Linked DNA regions of Sus scrofa: region 2 is linked to region 1. The links are chromatin contacts, called in public HiChIP or PLAC-seq maps. All regions are on one chromosome and are shown on one strand. Each heading gives the region's core, a stretch centred on a gene start, on an enhancer-like site or on the middle of the called end of the contact. The rest is flanking DNA. Distances are from core to core; before and after follow the strand shown.

Region 1 (7,474 bases), core at 2,802-5,301:
AGATGTGGCTCAAATTCCATGTTGCTGTGGTGTAGGCCAGCAGCTGCCGCTCCGATTTTGCCCCTAGCCTGGGAACTTCCATATGCCATGGGTTCAGCCCTAAAAAGCACACTGTACACACACACACACACACACACACACACACACACACACACACACACACACACAAAGGAAGATAGCACCCCTAACATCTAGGAAGGATGGAGTCCTGGTGTGAGAGTTCTGAAGAGAAAACTCGGCACTGGAGCAAGCAGAGAGCTCTAGGGAGCAGATGGAGCTGAAAGTCACTGACAGGCAGGGCAAAGGGGCAGTGGACACCACGCCGTGGCACCATCCAATTAAATGTCAACCACATTCTCTGTCCCCCGAGCAACTTGGAATTAGCATAGCTTGAGGTTTTTAGAGACGAATCACCAGCTTTATAACACACAGGTACTTCCTCCCCGGAAGAAAAATTCCATATTCACTCTCTGCTCATTACAAAGGTCTTGTTGCTGTAAGATACGCATGTCTTTTAGCACAGAAAGCAGTGTGCGGGAGCTGTAGCAGGCTGGCCAGCCTAGGAGCTGGACCTCCCAGAGCCACCTCTGCAATGACATTCAGGATCTGCCCTCCCCCCGCAGAGCCCTCAAGAGCTCTCTATGCCACAAATTTTTCCTGCTTAGCCTCTGCCTCCTTCTATGGCAAACAAACCTAAGAGGATCATATTTTGAGCCTACCGCATATTTATGCCCTGTGGCTTTCCTTCGTTTCTCATTGTACTTATTCTCATTGCATTTATCCATCTATTCATTCAGCAAATATTTATCTTCACCCACTATTCTTAAGCTGTCAATGGCTACCTGTGTGACCTCCACCCCTGGAGAAGTTGATAAATCCACTTTATTAAGAAACCAGTAGGGCGTTCCCATCTTGGCACAGTGGTTAATGAATCCAACTAGGAACCATGAGGTTGAGGGTTCGATCCCTGGCCTTGTTCAGTGGGTTAAGGATCCGGCGTTGCCATGAGCTGTGGTGTAGGTCGCAGACGTGGCTCGGATCCCGCATTGCTGTGGCTGTGGCGTAGGCCGGTGGCTACAGCTCTGATTGGACCCCTAGCCTGGGAACCTCCATATGCTGCGGGAAGTGGCCCTAGAAAAGGCAAAAAGACCAAAAAAAAACAAACAAACAAACAAACAAAAAAACCAGTAATTGATGATGCCATATAGACAGAACCAGAAGGACAGTCCCTATCCTCTGCCACAGCCTGGGCCAGTTCCCTAGCTTCTGAGTCCCAATGCAAAATGAATTTGCAGGGTCCCTTGTTCAAAAAGCAAGGGGAAAGTGCCGTGAAAGGCACTAAATGTGCAACTTTTCCCTTTCTTTAGTGTTTTTTCTCTCTCTCTCTCACCTTCTCACGGTGTTTATACTTGCTATTTCATGTTCTGCCTCCTCCTTGGCACAGGAATATTTGTAGGGAGAGTGTAGACCCTTGCAGGCCCTGGGAAGGGGGATGAGCTGCCCCCTGACTGCTCCAGCTGTGGGATTCCTTCTCCCACCAGCTACCACACTCCAAACAGAATCCGTGATGAGTGTAAGAGGCCTAGAGGACTAAATCTGTGTACCAGCACATGCTCGGAACCTGGATGGAGGGTAGGTGAAAGGGTCACCTCTGCTGCTACCCGTCAATTGCACTGTGGCACCGCCCACCCTGGGCAGGGATGGCTACCACCATGCCTCTACCGGAAGTGCTGCAGGGCACTCGTGCCCAACCACAGTTCTCCCTGTGTTCATACCCAGGGAGAGGGTGGCAGTGGTGCGGGCAGAGAAGGGGAAGCCAGGTGGAGCCCATGGAGCAGAGAAGAGAGAGCCCAGGACCCATCTCAGGGAGGCAGGGAGGCGGCCAGAGGCAGACCACGCATGCATGACGGGTTCGACCTGCAGTGCACACTTCATTGTTCCATCAGACTTCATGTACAAAACATAAATTCAAAAATAACATTATTAAGGAGTTCCCATCGTGGCACAGTGGTTAACGAATCTGACTAGGAACCATGAGGCTGTGGGTTTGATCCCTGGCCTTGCTCATTGGGTTAAGGATCTGGCATTGCTGTGAGCTGTGGTGTAGGTCACAGACACAGCTCAGATCCCGAGTTGCAGTGGCTGTGGTGTAGGCCGGCTGCTACAGCTCCAATTAGACCCCTAGCCTGGGAACCTCTAAATGCCGAGGATGCGGCCCTAAAAAGACCAAAGACAAAAAAAAAAAAAAGATGATATTAAGAATGGTGAATGTATTCTTAAAATGATCTTCTTTAATAATGCTTTAATAATTCTTAAAATGATTAAAAGTTAAAAGCATCGAGACCACGGCCACAGAACATTAACCCCCCGTGCAGCCTTTTCAAGTGTGAGCCCTTCTGAGGGGCCGTGACCATGACCGCACAGGTTATGCACCCCTGGCCACAGCTGTCAATGCACACATCTTCCAGTATGGGTCCTTGGCAAAGTCTCTTGTTCCCACTTGCTCCTGTTAGAGCTGAGATGGATCCTGAGATTGGCATTAGGAGAGGCATGAAGCTCTCCACGGCAATAATAAAACATCAGCCGAAGGCCTGCAGAGTGTGGTTGAGCAGCCTTAGACTCAGATCACTGCCACCTCATCAGCTTCTTCCAGATGCTAAACGGCACCTCGGCGTCTTGAGAGTCTGGGTTGTTTGTGTCAGAAGTAATAACTTGGATTTTATTTGCCTTTGAAAACTGGATAAGCGTCCATTCACCAGCCTCTGAAATCAGACCCATATTTCATGTTTCCCCATGTGCTTTGAGAAAAGTCTATAAACCCACAGACACGTTTTTTTTTTCCTCCCCAAGGTGAAACTTGACTTTAATACTTAATACCACTGATTCCTGGGGAGCTGTGCTGGGAACATCTTTTTTTTAGGCTCCATTTCTCATCTTAAGGGATTCGATGAATATGCACCCACTCTTCATTATGGAAAGTTTTGAAGACCTCTGAAGTAAAGGAAGGCAGATTTGGGGTTAAACATTAAAAAAGAATAATAGAGAATAATAGGAAAGTTTTCACTTTGATTTCAGAGTTGATTTGTGGCTTCTTCCAAGACTGAAAAATAGCCCCTAAGCAAAAACCTTGTTTTAATACCCAAACATAAATAACACCAGGCAACTGAGAGCATTCAAGTTGAGTTCTTTGGTTATACAAGCATATCTGAATAAATCCCAAATCTCTACCGGGCTCCTTCTTCCTATTTTTTGTGTAGAAACTGGGGCCAGCAGGACTGGTCACTCTGGCAGAGCTGGGCATCAGCAGTGCCTGGGCCATGGTCAGCCGTGTGGCAGGAAAGTTTCTTAAAGGGCTTCACTGGCCAAGAGCCTTTGTATGGTCAGGAGCTGGCAAGAAGGGCTCTCCCAGGTGCCCAGAGCCCCAGATCACAGGCCTACTTTTCCAGTGAGCACTGAGACAGAGTCTCTGAGGAAGATGGCCAGGGCCCGGCAATCAGATGCGTAGGGTTTGGATCTACTGTTCTTCGAACATTTATGCCAATGTGACCTAATTTGCTAAGCAGGGGCTAAAAAAGCTAGATATACCTATTTAAATTCAAAACCAAAAGACAGGAGTTCCCGTGGGGGCGCAGTGAAATGAATCCGAATAGGAACCGTGAGGTTGTGGGTTCCATTCCTGGTCTTGCTCAGTGGGTTAAGGATCCTGCATTGCAGTGAGCTGTGGTATAGGTTGCAGACTCGGCTCAGATCTGATGTTTCTGTGGCTGTGGTGTAAGCTGTCTCTGTAGCTGTGATTATACCCCTAGCCTGGGAGCCTCCATATGCTGTTGGTGTGGCCCTAAAAAAAAAAAAGAGAGAGAGAGAGAGCAAAGCCAAAAGAAACTAAGGGATGATTTCTGATGGGGCATGGTGGTGGGAACACCATTCCACATTGGATTTGTCTCTCACCTCATGCGGGAAGGCAAGGCTCTGATCTTTCCTGGATTATGGAAAAAGAGCATGGAAGTTGTCCTTGGTTTTGGTGAACTCTACCCACTATGGCCAGCAGAGGGCGGTACTGCATTTCAAAGTGGGGGTTGGAGGCCTATTAAAGAATTTAGATATAAAATTTGAGCCCCCTCCACACACCCCACCCCCTCATATTCTCAGTAACTTGTCTAAAGAAAGGTCTCCTTTTCGTCTGCTTCCTAATTCTTGGAAAGCTTAAAGAAATTCTGAAGGGACTCTGTGGCTGTTGTGAGGGAAAAAAATTTTTTCTTCATTGGGATGGCCTTGAGCAAAATTATACCATTCTAGACACTCCATTGCCCCCCTACACACACCCCTTCGATCTCCCCAGCCCTAGGCCCCTGGGCTTTCTTTGTCTCTTTCAATGTTGTGTGTACCGTATCTTCTCTCTCTTTCCCTCCGGTCCTTTGAAGCTTGCTCTTTAGTTACACAATGCAAGGCTTTGCTCTCCATTAAAAGGAATGTCAGGCCTCGGTGAGCAGGTGTGGAAACAGGGGGGAGAGAGCCTTCTAGCATGCCTGACATCAATCATACCTTGACAGCAGGTCAAGCCAAATAGAGTCTTTTTTCTTTTTTTTTTTTTTTTGGCTTTTTGCTTTTTCTAGGGCAGCTCCCACGACATATGGAGGTTCCCAGGCTAGGGGTCCAGTTGAAGCTGCAGCTGCCGGCCTACGCCAGAGCCACAGCAGCACCAGATCGAGCCGAGTCTGCGACCTACACCACAGCTCATGGCAATGCTGGATCCTTAACCCACTGAGCAAGGCCAGGGATCAAACCTGCAACCTCATGGTTCCTAGTCGGATTTGTTAACCACTGCGCCACGATGGGAACTCCAAGCCAAGTAGTCTGAGTCTGAATCTCTGGCCGCTGAAGCACCAGCTGCTCTAACCTGAGGTCCTGCCTCCTAGCTCCAGACCCGCTCTCCATGGTGATGACAGTCATGGCTCCTAATCTCTTTCCTAATCATGCCTGTAACTAACCCTAATGTAAATTTGCCTTATGAGAGGCAGAGAATTTCCTTGGGGGGACATTCCCACCACAATTACCCTAACCCTATCCTCAATTAGCCAGATCTTAGCCCAAGCTACATGCTAATGTTTGGCTGTGAGACCCCGTCCTCATCCCTTCCTCTGTCTTCTGGGCTCCTTCTGGGCACCAGGGCCTTTTCAGAAAAAATCTAAAGGTGCATTTCCTCCCATCCTGACTTCCTCAAATTTTATCTCTGCATCTCTCATCTGGTAGGGTGCTGTGCTCCACTGGAAACCCCACTGGGTGGAAAAAATCCTCAATTCACCATTCCTGACAAGGTGTTCACTTTTTTTTTTTTTTTTTTTTGTCTTTTTAGGGCCACACCCATGACATATGGAAGTTCAGGCTAGGGGTAGAAGTGGAGCTGTAGCTGCAGGCCTATGCCATAGCACAGCAGTACCAGATTTGAGCCATATCTGTGACCTACACCACAGCTCACAGCAATGCCAGATCTTTAACCCACTGAGTGAGGCCAGGGATTGAACCCATGTCCTCACGGATACTAGTCAGGTTCATTACCGATGAGCCACAACAGAACTCCAGGTGTTCACATTTTTTTTTTTTTTTTTTTTGGTCTTTTTGCCATTTCTTGGGCTGTTCCTGCGGCATATGGAGGTTCCCAGGCTAGGGGTCGAATCAGAGCTGTAGCCACCAGCCTACACCACAGCCACAGCAACGCGAGATCTGAGCCTCATCTGCAACCTACACCACAGTTCATGGCAATGCCAGATCCTTAACCCACTGAGCAAGACCAGGGATCGAACCCAAAACCTCATGGTTCCTAGTCAGATTCGTTAACCACTGAGCCACGACGGGAACTCCCAGGTGTTCACATTTTAACAAGAGGAAAATACACAAAGGAACTGAAGTCTAAAAGTGAGACTCTTAGCTCAGGGCAGAGACGTACTTAAGTGGAGGTGATCAGGTCACCACATCGATAGCTGCCTCTTCAACCCCCACTGAAGCCAGCCTTGAATGGAACCAGACAGCACAGGGCCAAACCCACCCAGCCAGGTGTGGTTAACATCCGCCTCTGCCAAGCACTGTCTCTTTCGCAGAACCGCAGGTGATGTCATCGCGGAGGCTGCATTCTCTGTTTGTTCGGAGAGAGAATCACCTCCACTCACCTTTGCAGGTAATTCTCCGCCCGGTCCATCCTCAGCAGTTCCTGGGTGTTCCACATTGGGCTCAACTCTGAAGCGGGTACAGTTCAAGAACCCATGAGCCCTCATGGAGGTTTCTACCCCCTCCTCCCAGGAGCCACCTTCCCTGTCCACGTCGTTCTTGTGGGCTTTTACTGGATCATTTCAATCGTCCCACTGCAACTGTGCAGTATGGAGCAACACTGCATGCTTGAAAGGGTGATGCCAGACTTTATTACACACTCCCATGCAAACTTCGGTGTGTCATATTTACATATGCACTGGCTCTTCCCAAGGAACTCAAAGCCATTTATGGTCCCTGTCTCTTTAGCTCCCACGGGAGTCCGGAGGTGGAGAAGATTCATTCTTTCTGAGGGAACAAACAGGAAGAAACCTCCAGGCTGTCTCTTGTGGAAGAGTTGTCCAGCGTCAGTCATGGCCACCAATTTGTGCTTTGTAGACATTTCGAGTTGATGTGTCTAGGGCCATTTTGTGAAGTATGTGTAGGATGATCAGCCTCACTCCAGAGCCACTGTTGTGCTATTGAGTTAATAAAGCTCCTTAGGGAGTTCCCGTGGCAGCTCAGCAGGGTTTGAATCTGACTAGTATCCATGAGGACGTGGGTTTGATCCCTGGCCCCGCTCAGTGGGTTAAGGATCCCAAGTTACTGTGGCTGTGGTGTAAGCCAGCAGTTGCAGCGCCGATTCAATCCCTAGCCTGGGAACTTCCATATACTCCAAGTGTGGCCCTAAAAAGCAAAATTAGTTAATTAAAAGACTACTGAACTTGAGGAAAGACTTATCAAAATTTTCCAAAGTTGGAGTTCCTGTTGTGGCTCAGCAGTTAACGAACCCAACTAGCATCCATAAGGATGTGGGTTCTATCCCTGGACTCACTCAGTGGGTTAAGGATCTGGCATTGCCGTGGCTATGGTGTAGGCTGACAGCTCCAGGTCCAGCTGGACCCCTAGCCTGGGACTCTCCATATGCCATGGGTGCGGCCCTAAAAAGACCAAAAAAAAAAAAAATTCCCGCATTTGCTACCATTTAAAGTAAAAATTAATAGGGAGTTCCCTTGTGGCTCAATGGGTTAAGGATCTGGTGCTGTCACCACTGTGGCTCTAGTTACAGTTATGGCTCGGGTTCGATCCCTGATCCAGGAACTTCTGCATGCTGAAGGCACAGCCAAATAACAACAACCAACCAATCAACCAAATAATTACAATGTCTTATGGGGTTTGTAACATAGGTATAAGTAGGATGTGTGATGTTGGTAGCTTAAAGCATAGGAAGGAA
Region 2 (7,474 bases), core at 2,729-5,228, 850 kb before region 1:
AGGATCCAGCGCTACCACGAGTGTGGCATAGGTTGCAGCTGCTTCTCGGATTCAATCCCTGGCCCAGGAACTTTCATATGCCATGGGTGCAACCATTAAAAAAAAAAAAAATTCCTATAAACCACAGGTGAGACACAGGAGCTGACCCAGTCCCTGTTAGAAGGACCCATTTTTGATCCTGCCAGCAGTGTAAGCAGCCTCTTAACCAGCAGAGATAGCACAGCCATGGCCCACATGTGGGTCCTTAGGGAAGCTCCCACGTCACATGCTGGGATTTTAAGTTGACGGGGTGTTGTCATCTTGTGACACAATGAGGGGTTCTGAGAAACCATCCCCAAACTCCCAGTCATCTCTGTCATTATCCTGCTCCTGCACCTACAATTCCATCACCAATGGTTCAGGTGCAAATAAGCCTGGGAAGAATGGCTGGTTAGGCCACCCTCGGCCACCATCACATGGTGTGAGTCAGTAGATGGGACCCCTTTCAGGTGGCAGCTCCAGTGGCACCTTTGTTTCCATGGCTGGGACGTTATTCTATGGCTCAAAGCAGGTGCACGAGCTGCAGAGGGAAGCAGGCCTGAGCTGTCAGAGCGGAGCCAGGTCCTGCTTGGGCTGCCAGAGAACAAACACGAGCTCCGCTCTTTTAGACTCTGCCAAGCCCAGACCTTACCCGGAATCCTGTAAAAATCCAAACACGGGCCTGAAATGAGAGCCGTACATGCACAGCTAGAGGCCTTCAATCCTTTCCCACAGGTTCAGCTCCCCCTGGAGATTTCCATCCATCCAGAGGCTCCTGGTCACTGCAGGAGTACATAGCACTCACAGGCACCGGTCAGGCTCAGGGCCAGACCTGCTCTAAGTAGCCCCGGCTCTGGACACCAAGCCACCTGTTGCCCCAGGTCCAAGGCCTGAGTGTTAGTCTTGCCCTGTCCCCTAATTTCCTAAGCCCAGATGCTGATTCCCTGCCAGCTCCACCCCTCCTAGGGTCTCCATTGTCTTCCTGTCATTCCACTTCAGGGACCATAGCCCTGCAGCCCTTCACCCCTGCAAGGGTTGAAGGCTGTACCTCAGGACCCAGGACAAAGCCACATGCTTGCTGTCACAGCTCTCCTAGCCTCCTGCCTGCTGGGACGGCAGCCGGCTATTTACCAATAGAGGTCCTGAGGTTTAGCAATGCCCCCCCCCTTATGGCTCCTTCCATTGCTGGTCTCACTCCCGTAGTTCTGTCTGCACTCAGCTGATGAGTATTCCTGTTTATGACATATTCCCCCCCCCACAGTCTCCTCCCGGGAACACAGACCCCACAAGCCAGTTCTGCCAAGTTGGGTTGCCACCAGGGACTCTTTGGAGCTGGAATCCCTCCTGGAGGTCTCGTGGATTTAGCTCTTCTGGCATGACCTGGTAATTCTGCAAACGACCGGGAGCAAGAACCTTTGGAAAAACTCCTGGGCTGAGAGCTGCCCAGTAAGGACAAGCTGGGCCACAAGAGGGCAGTGTTGGCCAACAGCTGCTTCGCAGAAGTCCCATTGCCCTCCGGTTGTAGCCGCAGAAAGGAAGATGAATATAAGTCCTTTTTACAGGAATATGTTTATTTTATGTTAACTTGCATGAAATGGGAAAAAAAAAAGTGTCCGATGAAACATTCAAGGAGGCTTTTTTGAGGGCGACTTCAGCATTGTCACAGGAGAAAACTTCCATTATCTTGGAAGGCCAGCTCCGGGGCGTGTCTAACAGCAGATGCACCACCAGGCTCCATACCCACCAGGTGTAAGGTGGGAACAAGGATACCAGGCTTGTATGATCAGGGCAGGCTGCATGGCCCTAGTTTTTACATGCAGAAGCTGCACCCCTAGGGGGTTCCAATGACTTGACAAGGTCTTGGCTAAGCTAATGGCAGAGCTTGGCCTGGGACCCCAGGACCCCAATCCTGGGAGCAGAACATTTTTCACTGCACCCTGCTGCACCCTTCCTCTGACCCCAAAGGAGTTAATCAAAAGTTGCTCCTGGAGTTCCCATTGTGGCTCAATGGTTAACCAATCCGACTAGGAACCATGAGGTTGTGGGTTCGATCCCTGGCCTTGCTCAGTGAGTTAAGGATCCGGGGTTGCTGCAGGCTGTGGTATAGGTCGCAGATTCAGCTCAGATCCCGCTTTTCTGTGGCTCTGGTGTGGGCTGGCAGCTACAGCTCTGATTGGACTCCTAGCCTGGGAACCTCCATATGCCACGGGAGCGGCCCAAGAAATGGCAAAAAGACAAGAAAAAAAAAAAGTTGAGAGACCCTGGGGCCCAGGCTGGAGGGGCCTCATGCCCCCTTCCAGCTCTGAATAATGAAAATCTGGAATTTCGACTTATGCCGGCTCTTCATTGGAGTATTCCTGCCATGAGGTGCTCCCACTGGTTAGAGCATAAGAGTACCTGCATTCGGGCTTCACCACAGGAGGCTCTGCTTTAACAAGCCTGGTATCTAAATGGCCATTGGATTTACAGACATTCTAGACCGGGGGAAAGCAGCTTTGTGAAAGGAGGCACAAAATTCCTTTAAGTAGCAAAGTTCCCACACCCATCACCCTACTTCCCAAACATTTAAAATAGGGTTAAACTCACAAAACTTAATTTACACTCAACTTTGTGGGACTCCCTCTGCTGCTAGTTCCCCCTCATCGGAGTAGAGGGATCAAAGAAAGAAAGCGGGCAGAAGTGAGGCCTCTGGTTCTGTTTGGAAGGTATAAGGACATAAAGGAGAAGGTGTAGCTCCTTGACCGTCTGCTCTGCCTGCCTGTGTCACATTCGCAAGCAGGAAGGGAGCCACAGCCTGACCAGGGCCATCGGCTGCACAGACCCTTTACTGGCACCTGCTGTGAGCAGGCAGTTGCCCTGCCCTCATCCTCCACTAGGGGGAGGACGAAACACGCACCAGATCATTGAACACAAAGCAGCCAGAGAGACACAAAGCACAGTTTCACAGGGGGTGGTAGCTGGGTTGGGCCCTAAAGGCTGGAGGGACTTTCATGGATGGGGCTAAAGAAGAGAGGATTCTGGAGTTCCCGTGGTGGCGAAGCAGAAACAAATCTGACTAGGAACCATGAGGTTGCAGGTTCGATCCCTGACCTTGCTCAGTGGGTTAAGGATCCGGCACTGCCGTGAGCTGTGGTGCAGGTCGCAGACGTGGTTCGAATCTGGCATTGCTGTGGCCCTGGCGTAGGCTGGCAGCTACAGTTCCGATTAAACCCCTAGCCTGGGAACCTCCACATGCCACAGGTGTGGCCCTAAAAGGAGAAAAAGACAATTTAAAAAAAGAAGAAGAGAGCGTTTTGTAGCCTGAGAAAACTGCCAGCAAAAAATGTTAGTAAGGCAGGAGAGCTAGGGAACATCAAGAAGCATTCTCTCTCTCCCGATAGATTACATGTGCTGCACAGGTAAGAACTAACTACATATGATGATCCTTGATGCTCTCCTCCTCGGTACCTAGCACAGGGTCATGAACCTGGAAGAGGCTTGTGAAAAATTGTTTGGGGCAAATTTCTTAAAAAGTCAGGAGCTTCCCCCAGGGCATTAATGCAGGCATGTTGAAAGGAAACTGAAGTCCTAGTACATGAATGTGGTGTCAGTTATCAATTTATTTCCTCTCAGCTGTAAATCCACCCTTAATTACCCAGCTCCTGATACTGAAGCAAAACCTCATAAGCATTTCCCCTGCCAGCCCATGATATTAAGTTTTGTCAGTAGAGGGCGCTAGAGAGCCATCAGAGGAAGAAGAGGCTGCTTTTTCATTTTTTCTTACTCCCACAAAGCTGGGCTGGCACACAAGGTGGTACTCACCTCCAGAGAGTTTCAGGGGCTTCAGGTTTTGTTCGTCCCAACAAGTTCCCCAGCTGAGGTTCTCCAGTGACTTCCTGGAAAGTTTAACACCATCTTCTAGGCAGCTTCTGGGTGAGTTTTGTTGGCACCCCAGTGGACAGCGTCCTGCTTGCCAGTCTAGATCTGCTTGACCTTGACCTCAGCGAACTTTTACACATTCAGTGGCTCCATCGCCACCCTCTCTAATGAGACCTGAATTGCAGCCTCTAGGGGGCACCTCTCCCAAATTCATTCCATTTTTATTTAGAGTTCTCTTTACCCCTAAGGAGCCAATCCTCTGTCACTAGTTAATGGTTCTACCTTCCTTGTTGGAATTACTGTATGGTTTCTGTCTCCTGATGAGACCCCAACTAATTCAACACTCATACACATGCTGTTGGGCTGCACCCCACGGCCTGCAAGCCTTCTTGTTGCCCAGCCTGGAGACCAAAGAGGGAGCCTGGAAAGAGCAACAGTTTAATGGTTTCTTGGTTTATTTACAGGGGAAGGGGACCCAAAGGAGGGGATTACCATTTATAGAGGGAATTGATGTCAGGTTGGCTCATCCATTACCAGGGAAACAAGCAGCTGGGGCACATCCCTCTCAACCTCTTCGGTTACCAACCAACATGAGGGCAGATGTTTCCTTTAATGAACTAGAAGGTGGAGCTAGATTAGAACAATCACTAGCTGGGGCAGGGGGCAAGCACACTGGCAGTTACTGATTAAGTTTCATGATTAAGAGGGCTGGGTAGTCACGTGAGAAGGGCACAGGCAAAGCAGGGACTGGTTGGGCAGGGGCGGTAAAGGAGCAAGAGGACAGCTCCTGAGTGACCTGGACATCCACACGCCTTCACACACGTCCCTACATATGCCCAGGAAGGGCTGTGCTCAAGCAGCCCTCCTCAGTCGGATTTCCCCCCAAAATCCCTGAGCACGTAGGTCACTGCTTCCTCTTGAACATCCACTCTACGAGCCAGGGTTCAGTCAGGAAAACAGAAACTGTTGTGGTCTGTGCAGGCGGGTCAGAAAGAAGAATTTTCCAGCCTAGCGAGGTGATGAAGAAGAAGAGTTTATTGAGATAAGAAACACTGCTAGCACAGTGGGCCAACTTCCTGGTGATGCGAGAGAGCCCATCCGACCCCCTCCACCCCGGGCAGGGTGCATGGTGGTGTCTGTTTTTACAGCCCAGGGTAAGAGGAGAGGTCTTAGGATACATCTGCTGACCTGCTGATTGGATGGGGTAAGAGGGGTCTTAGGATACACTTGCTGGTGGGTTGGGGGTATATGAGGGCCCTGGAGGGGCAAGGTGAGGAGTGGACCACATACCTTTCTTAGGAGAGGGCAGGAAGGAGAGGCCAGCTTGCTCGAGGTGGGGGAGGGAGCATTACAATGAGATAGGTGGGGTAATTCTTGTCTTGGCCAGAGGCTTTGAGTTCTAGCTCCTTGAAGCCCCCCCAAAAAACCACTTTCAGTATTTCCAACAGGAAAGGCTTTAATACAGGGACTTGGGTGTTTAAGTCCTGGCTTTACCTGATCCTAACTGTGTCACTATAGGCAGGTGACTTACCCTTTCTGAAACTCACTTGCACTTCTAGGAAGATAGGGATAATAGCAGTACCTAACTCACATGATTGCTCTGAAAAACTACATAAAATAATCCATGGAAAAATCCCCAATATCTGGGACATGGTCTGTGCCCAGTAATTGTGCAATGGTTGATGTTACTATTTTAATCCTCTCAATGCTCCAGCACACCTGAGCTGAAGTGTCTCAAAGTCACAGCAGGCTGTAGCTGAGGCAGCCAGGAAGGAAGAAGACATTACAGCATTAAGACATCTGTCCCAGGAGTTCCCGTCATGGCACAGCAGAAACGAACCCGACTAGGAATGACTAGGAACCATGAGGCTGGGGGTTCGATCCCTGGCCTTGCTCAGTGGGTTAAGGATCCGACGTTGCCGTGAGCTGTGGTGTAGGTTGCAGACGCAGCTCGGATCTGGCGAATTGCTGTGGCTGTGGCGTAGGCCGGCAGCTATAGCTCCAATTTGACCCCTAGCCTGGGAACCTCCATATGCCAAGAGTGCGGCCCTAAGAAGACAAAAGACAAAACAAAACAAACAAAAAAAGATATATGTCCCTAGTTGAAGTAATGACAACCCCAGACTGGAGAGGGTGCGTAGAGGAAATGACCCAGAGGCTTAAAGACGTCTTCCTGTCCTCAGTTAGAACAAATTATACAGCCTAAACTCCCTTCATCTATCTTGAGCGAAACTCTCTCTTCCAGACGCCTTTTTAAAAATTTAATTGAAAATGTAACATATGCACATTTTTTAATTTTTTTAATTTTTATAAGATTTATTTTTTTTTAGGGGCCACGCCCGTGGCATATGGAAATTCCCAGGCTAGGGGTTGGTTTGGAGCTGCAGCTACTGGCCTACACCACAGCCACAGCACCATGGCATCTGAGCTGCCTCTGCAACCTACACCACAGCTCACAGCAACGCCAGATCCTTGACCGACTGAGCAGGGCCAGGGATCGAACCCGCGTCCTCGTGGTTACTAGTCAGGCTCATTAACTGCTGAGCCACGATGGGAATTCCTATGCACATTTTTTTTTAAAGTCAAAGAGTACAAAATGTTACACACAGTTAAGAATGTCTCCTGCCTACCCTAACCCTTCCACTCTCCCACCTCAGAGAGAGCCATCACGAGCAAGTTTTTTATGTGTCTTTCCAGACAGATACCACTATACCATATATTTTTATATTTTTTGGCTGTGCCCACAGCATACAAAAGTTCCTGGGCCAGGGATCAAACCTGTGCCACAGCAGCGACCCAAGATGCTGCAGTGACAGCACCAGATCTTTGACCCACTAAGCCACCAGGGAACTCCTGTTTTCACAACTTAATACATATGTGAGCACTGCTTTTGCTTTTTGCATTGAATAATATATCCTGAAGAGCATGCCATATTTGTGCTAATGCATCTACCTTATTTGGTTTCTTTTTTCTTTAGTCTTAGTCTTCTCAAAATCTGTGTGGTAGTCTTGATGTGGATACATCACTAACCAGATCCCTTCTGGTGGAAATTCAACTTTTTTTGCAGTCTTTTGCTACTATAAACAATGTCACAATAAACATCTACATACATATTTCTTGCCTTTTTTGAGACAGAAAATCATCTGACCTCATAGAGGTGGAGCCCCAAAGACCATCCTTATGGTCTAGTATAAAGTCATCGGGGAAGGAGACAGAGAGCCTGCCTGCTTTCCAGTCCGAGCTCAACCACTAATGTCCTTTGCACTCAGAAGCCATTCACTTCATCTCTCTGTGTGACTCAGGTTCCTTGCTTGTCAGGAAGCAATAATTACACCTGCCTTCAATTGCCTCATAGGGCATTCTGAGAATCTGATGAGATAATGGACACGAAAGTTGTGCTGTGCTAATACACAAGTCTCTCATCTGGTTACGTGCCAAACCTACGATTGATGTGTCGCTCCATGAACATGCCCATCAACCTTCAGCATGGTGCCTGCTGCCCCCAGAGCCCCTTCTAAGGGAAACCCAGGAGTTCCTGCTGTGGCACAGCAGGTTAAGGATCTGGTGTTGCCCCAGCTGTGGTGTAGGTTGCAGCTGC

Evidence for each region. HiChIP or PLAC-seq counts read pairs in DNA pulled down with a chosen protein or histone mark.
Region 2: a contact with region 1 is called in an H3K27ac HiChIP or PLAC-seq map of alveolar macrophages. The contact joins two enhancer-like sites. A contact is called at or near these places in 7 of 47 Hi-C or Micro-C datasets (embryonic fibroblasts, fetal skeletal muscle, heart right ventricle and 4 more) and 1 of 2 datasets of contacts at active chromatin or transcription factors (alveolar macrophages).

The regions. Positions count from the first base shown.
Region 1 is chr3:93,216,623-93,224,096 of Sscrofa11.1, reverse strand. No RefSeq gene overlaps it. Among named protein-coding and RNA genes, the nearest start is that of EPCAM, 35 kb to the right of the region's middle. Within about 2 kb of position 4,051, at least 6 of the 83 cell types and tissues checked have an H3K27ac peak or open chromatin away from gene starts, as enhancers often do. A contact at or near this core is called in alveolar macrophages, where this site is marked.
Region 2 is chr3:94,070,720-94,078,193 of Sscrofa11.1, reverse strand. ATP6V1E2 (V-type proton ATPase subunit E 2) reads right to left here. Exons shown (of 5, transcript XR_002342728.1): 4 at 3,820-3,893. Among named protein-coding and RNA genes, the nearest start is that of TMEM247, 7.4 kb to the right of the region's middle. Within about 2 kb of position 3,978, at least 2 of the 83 cell types and tissues checked have an H3K27ac peak or open chromatin away from gene starts, as enhancers often do. A contact at or near this core is called in alveolar macrophages, where this site is marked.